2 separate regions of the Salmo salar genome follow, and region 2 is linked to region 1. The links are chromatin contacts, called in public Hi-C maps. All regions are on one chromosome and are shown on one strand. Each heading gives the region's core, a stretch centred on a gene start, on an enhancer-like site or on the middle of the called end of the contact. The rest is flanking DNA. Distances are from core to core; before and after follow the strand shown. Region 1 holds the start of cirbpb (cold inducible RNA binding protein b). Region 2 holds the start of LOC106613746 (serine/threonine-protein kinase STK11).

The links. Hi-C and Micro-C count contacts between places; a contact is called where the count stands out from the background.
Region 2: a contact with region 1 is called in a Hi-C map of gill, with 2.3 times the contacts expected there. The contact joins the promoter of LOC106613746 here to the promoter of cirbpb in region 1. A contact is called at or near these places in 2 of 3 Hi-C or Micro-C datasets (gill and muscle).

What each region holds. Positions count from the first base shown.
Region 1 is chrssa10:20,686,286-20,694,165 of Ssal_v3.1, reverse strand. cirbpb (cold inducible RNA binding protein b) reads left to right here and starts at 5,024. Exons shown (of 8, transcript XM_014216311.2): 1 at 5,024-5,311; 2 at 6,332-6,441. The coding sequence starts at 6,342.
Region 2 is chrssa10:20,959,112-20,966,991 of Ssal_v3.1, reverse strand. LOC106613746 (serine/threonine-protein kinase STK11) reads left to right here and starts at 4,963. Exons shown (of 10, transcript XM_014216320.2): 1 at 4,963-5,130; 2 at 7,090-7,173. The coding sequence starts at 5,105.

The DNA.
Region 1 (7,880 bases), core at 3,775-6,274:
GTGAGAGCTTTTGTTCCTAACCCACTACAGTATTTTAGCTGTCAAACTTATGGTAATGTTTCAGAAGAGTGTAGGAGGGAGATTCTGAGATTTAAGAAGTGTGCAGGAGGGCGAAGGACAAAGGAGTGTTTCGTTTCAGTAGAAAAAGCTGTATGTCAATTGTGGGGGTGCCCATGTTGCTGGGGATCAGAAATGTCTGGTGCGAGAGAGATAGTTTGAGGTTGCCAGGGTTCGAGCAGTGAAGAAAGTGTCATGCAGTGAAGAAAGTAGATGGATGATGGGCAAAGGGTTAGGGAGACTGAGAGGATCCCTGTGAGTAGTAGTAGGCCAGTACAGAGTGACCCGAAACAGTTTAGTAAGGTTGGCTTCTTGGCATTTATTTCTATAGTCATTAATTGTATGCCACAGATGGAACGGAAATCCCAGAAGATTGATTTGGAAGTAGTAGCAGTAGAGATGTTTTTGGGTGTCCGAGATTTTAGTACAGAAGAACTAGAGGGAGATTTGAGAGAAGGGGTCCCATCCTCCCAGAGCGACAGCCTGGTGTAGAATCTGTTAGGGCCAAAGTAGTGGGAAGAGGTAATGGGTTTGTTGGGGATAGTGGCATATATGTAGGGTTAGATGGTAGTCTAATAAATTTTTTACCATTCCCCTTTTCCCCTTTTTTTGCCATGTCTATCTGGGGACTACGGTAATTGGAAAGATCGAAATTTACTGGGGGGGGGCTGGTCCAACTCAAAGTGTCATGCAATTCCATTCCCCAATATTAAACATATTTTCACATGACGCTCCCCTTGCACTGTAAAATAAATGTAACATCCTCTCCCCTCTTAGAATGAACTCAAAATGATGTTTATGACCAAAAATAACAATAACTGTAGCGACCATGTGTTTATCAATGTGTATACGGCCACTTCAATATGCTTTTGTGGCACCGTCGATGCCACACAGGGCTACGGGCCAGAAGATTGAGAGTTTGCGGACCTCCACAGACAAACTCACTCTCCCTGCCTGTTTCATTACTTCACTATCAGAGCCGACTGCAGACAATGATCAGCTAGGGGAATCAGATTTTATACATTTTGATTCAATATTTACAATGATATAAAATATATGCAACTATTTTTCCACCAACAGGTTTCTGTGCCAATGCACCACATAACCACTAAACAAAGCATACCGACTTCGGGCACTTTAGTATCACAGTTTGTATTTGCAACACCACAATAAAGAGACTATGTCAATATCGACAAACAGAAAATAGATCCCTATCTTGTAGGCTTAACCAATATCGAAGGCTTGGATTGATAATCTCCAAATGTCAAACTTTTTGGTGTTTTGTAACAGATGTCTTTTTCCATTCATCAGTTGGCCACTGCACAATTAGGATTAATTGATTGACTTTATTTATCAGTTAAAAAAATACATTTATACACAAAGATTTTTCAAAGTGACCGGGATTGTACAATAAAGTTGGGACTTATTTCCATTGTGGTCCCTATTTTTTTTTACACAAATACATATTCAATTTCATAAATACAGACGCATTACAAAGATACAGACAAAAAGATGCTCAACCTCCAGATAAGTCTGAGAGGGGAGTTTAAGTACAATTCTTACAAGCTTGTTTGACTGGTAACTTATTCTTTAGATGTTTGGGACTCCTGGTGAACCATGATGTGCATAATCAAAGTGACACTGGACTAGCACACTTGCCAGAGTCTTTAGGGTGTCTATAGCTAAGTTTCCATCCAATTAACGACAGAGTTTCATGGGAATATTCTAAAATCTTCATAAAAACATTTCAGAGTTTCATTTAGGAAAATGAAGCGCCGATTTTAATTTACAAGACATTTGAGAAATTTACCGGACATCCATATGCATTCAGATCGGACCTGGAGCAGACAGTTGGCCAAATGAGCCACATTAACGTGTCCTTAAAAACAGCTATAACAATGACAAAAATCACTATTCTTAAAATAATAATGGTCCACCTCACGGTTCAGCTGTCAGAGATTTGAGTACTAAATGTATCAGGGCATTGCATACATAGGCCTATAGGCTTAGGTGTCCACTGTATGATATAAATATTTTAATAAATATATATACAGTGCGTTCGGAAAAGCATTTAGACCCCTTGACTTTTTTCACATTTTGTTACGTCACAGTCTTGTTCAAAATTGATTCAATAATTTTTTTCCCCTCATCAATCTACACACAAAACCCCATAATGACAAAGCGAAAACAAGGGTTTTAGAAATGTTTGCAAATATATATATATATATATATATATATATATATATATATATATATATAAAATTACAGAAATACCTTATTTACATACACTACTGTTAGAAATTTTGGGGTCACTTAGAAATGTCCTTGTTTTTGAAAGAAAAGCAAATTTTTTGTCCATTAAAATAACATCAAATTGATCAGAAATACAGTGTAGACATTTTAATGTAGTAAATGTCTATTGTAGCTGGAAACAGATGATTTTTTATGAAATATCTACATAGGCGTACAGAGGCCCATTATCAGCAACCATCACTCCTGTGTTCCAATAGCACATTGTGTTAGCTAATCCAAGTTTATCATTTTAAAAAGCTAATTGATAATTAGAAAACCCTTTTGCAATTATGTTAGCACAGCTTAAAATTGTTGTTCTGATTAAAGAAGCAATAAAACGGGCTTTCTTTAGACTAGTTGAGTATCTGGAGCGTCAGCATTTGTGGGTTTGATTACAGGCTCAAAATGGCCAGAAACAAAGGACTTTCTTCTGAAACTTGTCAATCTATTTTTGTTCTGAGATCCCATTCAACGCTGTGTACTACTCCCTTCACAGAAGAGCGCAAACTGTGTCTAACCAAAATAGAAAGAGGAGTGGGAGGCCCCGGTGCACAACTGAGCAAGAGGACAAGTACATTAGAGTGTCTAGTTTGAGAAACAGACGCCTCACAAGTCTTAAATTGGCAGCTTCATTAACTAGTACCCGCAAAACACCAGTCTCAACATCAACAGTGAAGAGGCAACTCTGGGATGCTGGCCTTCTAGGCAGAGGTCCTCTGTCCAGTGTCTGTGTTCTGTTGCCCATCTTAATCTTTTCTTTTCATTGGCCAGTCTTGAGATATGGTGTTTTCTTTGCAACTCTGCCTAGAAGGCCAGCATTCCAGAGTCACCTCTTCACTGTTGATGTTGAGACTGGTGTTTTGCAGGTATTGTGTGTAGACTGCTGAAGGGGGGCAATTGAATAAATGTTAGAATAAGGCTGTAACGTAACAACATGTGGAAAAACTGAATACTTTACAAATGCACTATATATAGCCTATATAAAGGAAGAGAAGCTTAGGCCTAACCCCAGAGAGATAGAGAGAGATATGCCAGAGGCATGCTACAACACTGAGATTTCTTTATGCCAGAAGGCTACTGCGTCTGCGATTTAGATATAGACGTACAGGAGGCTAATTCATAAAAATTCTATCTAAATGTTTTTTTTTTTATAAAGACAAGCATTATGTTGTTAGATAAGAGTAACTCTGGTAGGCCTGAAACAGACTTCCTCACCTCAAGTGTTGATCCAGTTGGAGCTCCGGGGCACACTGCCTTCATATCATAGTCCTGCAGTAGCTAAAGTTTAATAATAACCACACCATACAAAACCTCTACAAACGTTTCTAAACTTTATTAGGGTAATATAAAAAGTAAGTCAAGCCATTGTTTATAGGGAAAATATGAGTAGAAGGGTGAATGTAAACCAGGGTCAAAACACACTACCCTCCCCTGGGCCCAATAAAAAAAATATTTTGGGCCACTGACCCCCTCCCCCAGTCAATTTAGATGTCCTCTACTACATGCCCCGCGCACTATATGTGGTTCCTCTGGCCCACACTACAGCACAGTTGCGGTAATGCACCAATGTTGGATGCCAACCGTCCCAAAAAAAACATTAAAGGAGGCCGCTAGCTAGGGAACACCGGTACAGTAGTATTTTCTCAACTCCTCCGTCATCCGTTTGAAAAAGGTCATCGTTTTTTAATGTTTCCATGCTTTTTCTCCTTAGAGAAAACAATAGCTGATTCACAGCGGGTGTGGCAGACTTCAAAACTTTTCCACAAAGGACACTTCCTTGTCAAAAGGGGGCTATCGTGGAGGGGAGGACAGTCGTCCGTTTGCCTACTAACGAGGACGGAGGATGGACATTTTCCAAATGAGAAAACCCTAGCGTCCTTTTCCCCCGCCTACTTAGCACTGCTTTCCCACAGTTCTGGTAACGTTACGGCGAGGGAAGTCGCTAGCTAGCGAAGGCAACCCAACACAGCGTTGCACTCTAAAATATTTAAAAAATAACACCATTTTTAGAAACTTTGGCAAAGGGTAAAGTCTACAAAACGCAGTCCACTCTGTTACAGATTCTAGTTTTGGAAAAAGAAAACTGTATGGAGATCACATGTTTCATCAATGATAAAATTAGCAAAATGTCGGCCAAAATCCCTCTTGCTCCGTTTTCTCCCACTGCCGGCCAATGGGCTTCCTTTCATCACCATACATGGTAGTGAGTGGAAACGCCAAACGGATGCTTCACATTTATACATCCGGTGCAGTATCTACCTAGTCTGTGGCACATCAAATCAAATTGTATTTGTCACATGCGCCGTGAAACGTTTACTTACAAGCCCTTAACAAACAAGGCAGTTCAAGAAATAGAGTTAAGAAAATATTTACTAAATAAACTAAAGTGAGGTCAATATAAACATGCTGGATGTCCATTTGATTAATTGTTCAGCAGTCTTATGGCTTGAGGGTAGAAGTTGTTAAGGAGCTATTTGGTCCTAGACTTGGCGCTCGGGTGACTGGAGTCTTTGATCATTTTTTGGGCCTCCCTCTGACACCGCCTAGTATATAAGTCCTGGATGTCAGGAAGCTTGGCCCTAGTGATGTACTGGGCCATACGCACTACCCTCTGTAGCGCCTTTACGGTCAAGATGCCGAGCAGTTGCCATACTAGGATGCTCTCGATGGTGCAGCTGCAGAACTTTTTGAGGATCTGGGGACCCATACCAAATCTTTTCAGTCTCCTGAACTGTCTTGGTGTGTTTGGCAGTGGGCGCGGAATGTAGCATGTAATAACAGCGGTCTGCAGGTAGATCCTTTTTTTTTGTGAACAAAATGTGCAATTCACACTCTGACCTGTGAAAGGCAGCAATACGCAACAAAGCGTCTATTATAACGGAAGACCACACGAAGAAGAAGAAGAGCTCATAAACAGGAGCCATTTTAACATCTTTCTCAGACGGCGCCAAACTACACAGAGGTGAGTAGAGATCCACCCAATTCTAATAATTAGCGGGGGAAACCTAGGCCTAGTAAAATTGCATTGTTCATTTCGACCCTGCAGTTTGCGTTCCTTTGGGAAGTTATTGTCTTTGACGAATTACTTGCTAGTTAAAGTTAGCTAGCTCTGCAATTTAGACAAGCTGACGTTTATTAGTCGATGAAGGAGAATAGATTAACGTTAGCCTTTGATTAACGTTACTCGACCCCAGTTCGCATGTAATTTGACTTGTCCTTCAACCTTACTCTATTTTGAGTGACACTTTTTACTCGTATCTTCACTATTTGACGTTACAGCTGGATGGTATTTCAAAGTCGGTCTAAAAGCAGCGTTAACTAGCAGTCGTCAGTTACTACAGTCCCTACAAAATGGCCGTTCACTACAGTACCGTTAATGCATCTACGTTAGCAGGCTACGATTTTTGCACTGCGTGGCAAGTAATGTTACTTGCTGCCGCTGTTTAGTTAACTTTAACTACCCTTTAATACGCTAGTTTACGTTGCAGGATGGGCAATATCTGGGCCATGCCATGTGTACCGAGTGGCTTGAAATGTCTAATTTGACTGGTTTAGTCGGCTAACGTTGGCCAGCTAACTGGTCTGGCTTTGTTTGGGACTGGGAGTTGTGGGTGTTTGTCTAGCGTCACTATCTAGTTAGTTAATCGCCATCTTTTGAGAATTAACAACATTCCCGTGTAACTAGCTAGTTAAGTTGGCCAGCTAAATTATACATTATGCATAGCTAGGTAACTGACTTTACTGCACGGGTTAAAACATGGCTACTCCACGCATTTGAAATCGAGCCGATGGGTGGAAGAAAATGGCGTTCTGTCGCTTAAAATGTATGGCATCTCGTGGTGCCATCCGCAAGCCAGTTGGTGATTTTCTAACTTTTTTTTACAGGACTTGGTCACATTCTTCAAACAGCGAGCATGTGTTGCCATTCTCAGATTTATGAACTATGTTTGCAGGTCATACTCTTAATTTTTTCCCCTTCAAGATAATCCAAGATGTCTGACGAAGGGAAGCTTTTTGTTGGAGGACTGTGTTTTGACACCGATGAAACTTCACTGGAAGAGGCGTTTTCAAAATATGGAAACATTGCTAAAGGTATGTTGCACCCAGATCAGGGATTTTTCTGCCATCGTAATCTTTAGGCGGGCCGTTTTTTAAATTAAAGAATACAATCGGGATGGGGAAAACGTGCGAAATGACTAAACTCGCCCTAATATATATTTAAATCTGATAATAATAACCAATATAATTAGTCAGTGAATTTAATTCCAAAACCAATGAATTTGAGAAATTACACATTAGCCATGGCGAAATGCACGTAATAGCCGGAAATGTGGTGTTAATGGTTCAAAGGTGACTTTGGTTCTGGTGTTATACTTTGTATTCAATGTTAAAGAACAGCTTCTGAGTAACACAGATCATCATCTTAATTCATGAGAATGTTCAGGATTTACCATTGCTGAGAACTTATTTTCAAGTCATGGAAAAGGTTGCGGACAGTTCAATGACAATTCCCCCATCAGACTTTGTCCAATATCTTAAGGCTGGGTTGCGCATATCATGAAATTCAGGGTCATAGAACACAGATAATTCAAATAAAATATACTTTAATGAAATTAATATGCATATTAGCAATACATGAGGAGTTACAGTAACTTAAGCTCAATTTTAAGTTGTTGGTCATATTAACAAATCTAAATGCTTTATGTGAAATGATATGTAACAATTTCTGTAATTTGTATACTGTTTGAAAAATAATAAATTAAAAATAATTGGGGTTAAATGCATGTAAAAACAAATGTTTCCTGGTCTTATCTGATGTAGGTTAGACACTCCAGAACACATTTCATTTTAGAATTGTTTTGGGGGGCTATCTGTTCCATGTAGTGAATCTGTTATTCAATGTCTTTGTATGGGCAAATAGTAGTAAGGTCAAACATTTTCTAGATGCTTATTCTAAATCAAATGGCTAAATGATCCTTGGTATGACTTGAAAACAATTCCATATCATTTAGAACCCTTTCCCCCCGGCAGAGTATGATGGGTTAAGCTAGATATGTTTTGCATGGGCTGCTTCTCAATCTGCTGATATTGCCTTTCTGCGGTGAAAGGTGGCAGCGCTAGAGCTGGTTTTGTCAGACCGTGAGATCCTGAAAATCTGTTTTCTCACATAGTAGTGTCTAAACGCTTTGGCCTACAAACTACTGACTAATCAATTGGAAGATGTCACAAACACATTGGTGTTCTTGCTCTAGGATACCCACAAGACTCGTTTGAAGTTGGTACAGCCTCTTTTGCTGATTTCCGTCTGTAGTCTCACCGGTTTTGGATGCACACTAATATACCTCATTGGAAAGCTAAGACTCTCACGAACACAGTGGTGCTCTCTGTTTTGCTCTGATGCCCCCAAGCCTCGTCTGAAAGTCCCTGCTAGTCTTATGATAAATGGGGTGTATAAGGATTTTAGTGCCTACAATAAAGGGATAAATATATGTTCAAGTGCAGTATTGATACTTTTAGACATGGCTAACTAC
Region 2 (7,880 bases), core at 3,714-6,213, 270 kb before region 1:
TTCATATAAATATTTCAAATAATGTAGAACCACTTTAGCACTTTTCAGCTTTCAATTGTGTTACATAGAGATCATTTGCTCTGTGGACAATGTTAGCTATAATCAATAAGAACAATATCACAATTCTGTCTTTTAAAAAATGGTATACCGATAATAGGAAATACAGTTCCTTCGGAAAGTATTCAGACCACTTGACTTTTTCCACATTGTTTTACGTTACAGCCTTATTCTAAAATGGATTAAACAAATTGAAATCCTCAGCAATCTACACACAATACCCCACAATGACAAAGTGAAAACAGGTTTTTAGAATTGTTTACAAATTTATTACAAAGCAAAAACAGAAATACCTTATTGACATAAGTATTCAGACCCATTTACATTTACATTTAAGTCATTTAGCAGACGCTCTTATCCAGAGCGACTTACAAATTGGTGCATTCACCTTATGATATCCAGTGGAACAACCACTTTACAATAGTGCATCTAAATCTTTTAGGGGGGGGTTAGAAGGATTACTTTATCCTATCCTAGGTATTCCTTAAAGAGGTGGGGTTTCAGGTGTCTCCGGAAGGTGGTGATTGACTTCGCAGTCCTGGCGTCGTGAGGGAGCTTGTTCCACCATAGGGGTGCCAGAGCAGCGAACAGTTTTGACTGGGCTGAGCGGGAACTGTGCTTCCTCAGAGGTAGGGGGGCCAGCAGGCCAGAGGTGGATGAGCACAGTGCCCTCGTTTGGGTGTAGGGACTGATCAGAGCCTGAAGGTACGGAGGTGCCATTCCCCTCACGGCTCCGTAGGCAAGCACCATGGTCTTGTAGCGGATGCGAGCTTCAACTGGAAGCCAGTGGAGAGAGCGGAGGAGCAGGGTGAGACTCAAAATTGCTATGAGACTCGAAATTGAGCTTAGGTGCATCCTGTTTCCATTAATCATCCTTGAGATGTTTCTACAACTTGATTGGAGTCCACCTGTGGTAAATTCAATTGATTGGACATGATTTGGAAAGGCACACACCTGTCTATATAAGGTCCCACAGTTGACAGTGCATGTCAGAGTAAAAACCAAGCCATGAGGTTGAAGGAATTGTCTGTACAGCTCCGAGACAGTATTGTGTCGAGGCACAATTTCTGCAGCATTAAAGGTCCCCAAGAACACAGTGACCTCCATCATTCTTAAATGGAAGAAGTTTGGAACCACCAAGATTCTTCCAAGAGCTGGCCGCCCAGCCAAACTGAGCAATCGGGGAGAAGGGCTTTGGTCAGGGAGGTGACCAAGAACCAGGGAGGTGACCAAGAGTTACTCTGTGGAGATGGGAGAACCTTCCAGAAATACAACCATCTCTGCAGCAATTCACCAATCAGGCCTTTATGGTAGAGTGGCCAGACGGAAGCCACTCCTCAGTAAAAGGCACATGACAGCCTGCTTGGAGTTTGCCAAAAGTCCCCTAAAGACTCTCAGACCATGAGAAACAAGATTCTCTGGTCTGATGAAATCAAGATTGAACTCTTTGGCCTGAATGCCAAGCGTCACGTCTGGAGGAAACCTAGCACCATCCCTACGGTAAAGCATGGTGGTGGGAACATCATGCTGTAGAGATGTTTTTCAGCAACAGGGACTGGGAGACTAGTCAGGATTGAGGCAAGGATGAATGGAGCAAAGTATAGAGAGATCCTTGATGAAAACCTGCTCCAGAACACTCAGGACCTCACAAGTCTCTCAATGTCCTTGAGTGGCCCAGCCACCCAATCGAACATCTCTGGAGAGACTTGAAAATAGCTGTGCAGCATTGCTCCCCATCCAACCTGACAGAGCTTGAGAGGATCTGGAGAGAATGGGAGAAACTCCCCAAATAAGGTGTCCTTAGCTTGTAGTGTCATACCCAAGAAGACTCAAGGATGTAATCGCTGCCAAATGTGCTTCAACAAAGTACTGAGTAAAGGGTCTGAATATTTATGTCAATATAATATTTCAGTTTTTTCAAAAATATATCAAAAATATTTGTCATTATGGGGCATTGTGTGTAGATTGGTGAGGGGGGAAAAACAATCTAATCAATTTAAGGCTGTAATGTAACAACTTGGAAAAGGTCAAGGGATCTGAATACTTTCCAAATGCACAGTATGACATGAAGCTTTTCTTATAGCCTGGATTGTTTTAAGAGTGTAGTGACCATAGTGACTTATTAGGAATATTTTCTTTGCAAATGGAAGCAGTCTCTTTACACTTGTCTGGCTCTGTCGTCTAGGTTCTGTCTGGTTTGTGTTGCATGTTCTCTCCTCCAAACGAAACTCAGCAGATTGTGAGATGTGATTATGGGAGACTGCTGTTACACAAGTACACAGTGCTTTGTGGATGTGTGTCAGATTTTGCTTATGGGTTAATTAACTCAAAAATAAAGAATAGTTTAATAAGAATTCAATAATGATTCTTAATTTCCCTCAGTGCAGATGAGCCTAATTTCCTCAACTCTACTGACTATTATTGCACTATAGATTAACCTAAACTGTATGCAAAGTGAATCTGTATCATTAACTAACCAATGAAATCAGACACATCCTGCCTATAGACAGTCTCAACTACCACTGAGCTCGATGTGGTTAGATAAATACCCACATATTAGAGATTGGTTATCAGTCTTTGGGCAAGCTAGGGGACAGGCTTTTTCACTTTTTATGAGGGAGGGCACATTAAAGCTAATACGTGATAAAATCAATTTGTGGCCCCAAGTCAGTCTTCAACAGCGACAGGGCCACCAAGGCAGAGAAGCAGAAGCAGATACAAAACATCTGTATCAGAGCGATGGCAGGTGATTGTGGTGGCTTGGAGGGGGACTGGCACCAAGGCAGGGTAGGTTACTTTCAAAATGTAATCTGTTAAAAGTTACTAGTTACCTGTCCAAAATTGGAATCTTTTGGATTACCCAAACTCAGTAACACACTCTGATTACTGTTACTTTTGGATTACTTTCACCTTAAGAGGCATTAGAAGAAGACTAAAAGGATCCATCAAACTCATTTGGTGTATCATCATAGTGGTCTTTGACTTGTAGTCAGACTCGCTCAGGTGGGACAAACTTAAACTTGCGCCTTTTTTCAATGCTGAATTGAATGTCATTGAGAAAACAGAAAGGCGTCATAATGTTTCTTTTTCTCTCTCACCGACATCCTTTCTGAATTGAAGTAATTATCAAGTTATTCAAAAGTATCTGTAATCTGATTACAATATTTCTGCTGGTTAAGTAACTGATTACAGTTAGAGTTTTTTTGCAATCAAATTACATGTAACTGATTACATGTAATACATGTAATCAGTTGATCTGTAACCCTGTCTGGCACTCATTTCACTGATAGAACCCCAAAGTGAGAATGGCAGAGTGAGCCCCATTTTAGCCAGATGTATGCCTCCATCATTCTTCCTGCATCCCTGGATCCCTGGTTGTTTATCAGAGAGCTGTCCTTGTGGTCTACATGGACACATCTGGCTGCTAGCCAATTGATTTCTGTGGAAATGAAATACCTTTCAGCCCCCCCCCCCCCGGCTCCTTTCTTTCTTCTGTCCCCTCTCACTGCCTCTTTCTTCTGTGGAGTATGATGTTGCTTGGGAGCCAAAGTTGTGTCAATCTTCCCATCTGTCTGTCTCTGGCATTAATGTAGTCCCTTTGATGGTGGAGAAAATTAAAGTAGCATATGCTGTTGCTGTAAGTTGTGATGAATGATGTTGCCTTCTGTTGCTGTACAGAGACCCTAGGGCACAGCAGGAATGCGGACCCGTCAGAGTGGTGCAGTGGGTGGGCTGGAGCACTGGGTCACTGCAGCAGCTCACATGGTTTGGATCATTGGGCCACACAGATAATGAGGCCAATGCATGACAACCCAGACTAACCACTTCAAATCTCCATTATTTATGTACTCTATGGCAAAGCAATACTGATGGGACCTTTCAAGTTGGAGAAATGTTGTGAAACAGCATGAAATTGAAGTATGTGTGGAATCTAGGGTCTTCTCAAAGCTATATGACTAAGGATATATGTTATATCAACCTATTGATCATATATTCTGTCTTCTGTTTGTATGTCTGTCTTTTCTCTTTCCATCCATCTGTCTGTTTACTTGTAGGCTGTGTTGTAATGTGCCACTGTATCATTGGGGCCACTTTGCATTTGGTCCAGAAAAATAGAATCTACCAGTGCTGCCATCAACTGGTGAGTGGTAACAATCACATCCACATAAGAGAAGGCTGAATAAAATCATTATTATAATTTATTAGCATAATCCAATAATGTATTTATGCAGCCTCACCAGCTGATATTGACATGATAGGGCCTTTTCACAGGGCCCTCAATCCTTTGCTCATAGACATGTTTTCATTGAGGTCAACTCACAGAAACCGTCCTGTTCTACAGAAAAAACTACACATGGTAAAAACATTTTTTATTTTTTGAGAATAACCAACCTTAGTAGCAGACTACTGTATGACTTTGATATGGAGAATTTTAACCCCTCGGAGGATCACGCCATGTATTCTTATACCACAATTCTTAACGGTTGAAATATATTTCTGCATGGTGAATTTCTATGGTTTGGACACAGCGTTTCTAAACCCAGAGGCCAACATCGCGAGACTTCCGGGAACGCTTGCGAAACAGACCAAACAGACCAGGCCGGGGTTTGGGGCTTAAGTTAATGAGAGAATGAGTTAATGAGAGAAATTAAAAAGTATTCCTTAATTGTTAATTTTCTCGAAATCTAAATGCACAACCTAGATTCAAGACAAGTACTTAAGTAGTTGAACATATTACTACTCCAATCTCGAGAAAGTGACAAACTGAAACGTTTTTATTTTAGTCTAAAACAACTTTATATCGAAGGAGTGCCTTTGATTTGTTTGAATTTAGCGCGAGACGGCCATTAGACACGATTACGTATTTATACGCATGCGCTTTGCTAGTCAACGTCGCCATGACATCGCCTACAACTGTGATCGGGGATTTCTATTGGAGAAGCAGTTTGACCCTATCTTCATATTCTACTGTCTTTGGTTTGGAGCATGGAGTATGTAAACAAGATGGAGGCGTTTCTGACATCCAGCACTTCTACATGGGCAATCGATGATATCGGTCAAGTGGCATACAAGGTAAAGTTGACCTCTTTCAACATACAAAACATGTACCCCGTAACTGCAAATGTTATGAAAAATGACGTGGCGGCAGGGGACGTGAAATAAATGCAGCGTTCGTTACGTTATCTAGCAGGTTGGTCGTACATAGCTAGCTAGCTAGCTAGCTAGCTATCTATCTAGTATGCTTGCTAGCTAGCTAGCTAACTAGCTATCTATCTAGTATGCTTGCTAAGCTAGCTAGCCGAATGCTAATAACATTGCTTGGTTTGTGGATGTGACTGCGAAGCGTTACAGTAGTGAAGAGCTATTTGGCAAACAGGCTAGCTAGTTGGGGAGATATTGTTATTACACAAGAGTTGGCTGCTACAATGAATCGAATCTCAGAATTGTTATTGTGCCTCTGTGTGCCCGTACGGAAGCTATCTAGCCTCGCTCGCTATCTGCTGGTTTGCACTTTCCTATCTCACTGATTACTGTATATTACCCATGACCTGCTATTGTTGTTGAATGGATGTGATGTTCACAAGAATATTTAGCATTGTTTGTTGTAATTGGAGATAGTATTCAAATGTAAATCGTTATGATAGCACATCCATGTCATTGGTAGTGTGTATTTGTCATATTCCAAGCATTTGGAAGGTGCCATCTCATGATGTGAATTTCATCAAAATGCTTATGCGATTTTATCAAAATGCTTATGCGATTGTGCATTTGTAATGCAGATCTGAGGATCCCTGCAACGATTCATTGACGCTGGCAGACCAGTTTTGCAGTCTTGGCAAGTACCCCGGATTTATTCGGTACATGGGATGGAGGTAGAAAATTAGATCAGCTAAACATTGTAGAAGAACTCAATGAAAATCATATACCAGATTCACAATTAAGTTGCCCAAAACATGACATTCACCAAGAACCAAAGAAAGCTGCACACATCACAACACTGCATGTCCCAGGTGTCACAAGGACATGGCTAAGAAGGAGGGAATAGGCCTATATCATCAGAGAACAAAGAACCAAACCATTCCCTCATACCATAGCCAGACACTGTAGACAGTGTAATATTGGACAGTACCCAAACCCAATCCACTCACTTATCTGCTCAAGCAGTGCTGCATGGTCAGCAGGTTAAGGAGAACATTCTGTAGCCTTTCTGCAGTTGCAACATCCTGCATTTCAATATTCAGTATTGGAATATTTTTCTTGCAATTTCATATTGTCCGACCCAGGGCATCCAGAAACAAACAGTACAGTAGTATTAAAGAACAGTCACGTTGCTGAAGGGAAGCGGCAACCATGAATGACGAGGACATCCATGAACACATGGACTATTTGGAGAACGACTTGACCATGTGCATGCAAACCTTCATCCACCGCATCGACTCCACTGAAGTCATCTACGAGCCGCGGAGGAAGAAGGCCAAGCTGATTGGGAAGTACCTGATGGGAGACCTGCTGGGGGAGGGCTCCTACGGGAAGGTGAAGGAGATGCTGGACTCTGAGACCCTCTGCAGGAGGGCAGTCAAGATCCTCAAGAAGAAGAAGCTGAGACGCATCCCCAATGGGGAGCAAAATGTTAAAAAGTATGTGGAATGCTTTGCATGGCTTTTCAGTGTTTTTAGTGTTGATCTACAGAATAAGCTATCTGTGCTGATGATGGATTTGTTGTTTTGGTGTGTGAATAAGCTTCTAGTCAGATTATGTACTTCAGGAGTTACTCTGAGGAATTACTGAATGTAAAATTAACCTCACTATTGATTTGAAGTGGAATGTAAATTGAGCTTTTCAGGACACAAATTTTTATCTCAATAAATCTTGCCTTTGAAAGGCCAGAAGATAAAACAACATGAAGGTTGTTCAAATTACTTTTGCCCTGTATCTTTTGTTGTGAGTGCTGGTGAAAATGCATTATTATTTCATAGTGCAATTACTCCAGTTTTCCTATTACCATATCTAAACACTTTAATTTCTTTACAGAGAGATTCAGCTGCTACGAAGATTGAGGCACAAGAATATTATCCAGTTGGTCGAAGTTTTGTATAATGAGGAGAAACAAAAGATATATCCTTTAAAAAATGTTTTTATTCTTTAGCATGAGTATCTAAACCAAGGGGAGGGGCAAAGTATGCCCCGCGGGTCCTATCCGGCACTTGAATCCGGCCAACGAAACATTAAATGTACTTTTTTTTGGGAGATTACATTATTTTTTTAATTTTTTTTCTCGCCAATTTCGTGGTATCCAATTGGTAGTTACAGACTTGTCCCATCGCTACAACTCCCTTATGGGCTTGGGAGAGGCAAGGGTCGAGAGCCGTGCATCCTCCAAAACACGACCTAGCCAAGCTGTACTGCTTCTTGACATGATGCCCGCTTCACCCAGCCGCACCAATGTGTCAGAGGAAACACTGTGCACCTGGCGACCGCATCAGTGTGCACTGCGCCCGCCCCGCCACAAGATTCGCTAGAGCGCGATGGGACAAGGAAATCTCAGTCTGCCAAACCCTCTCCTAACCCGGATGACGATGGGCCAATTGTGCGCTGCCTCGTGGGTCTCCCGGTCACGGCCAGCTGTGACACAGCCTGGGATCTAACCCGGGTCTGTAGTGATGCCTCAAGCACTGCGATGCAGTGCCTTAGACCGCTGCGCCACTCAGGATGCCCCCGCAAATTGATTTTAACAAACAATTTGTCCCCCAAAAAATGCGGTCCTCTGTTGAATTTCAAAAATCCCGATGTGGCCCTCGACCCAAAATTTTGCCCACCCCTGA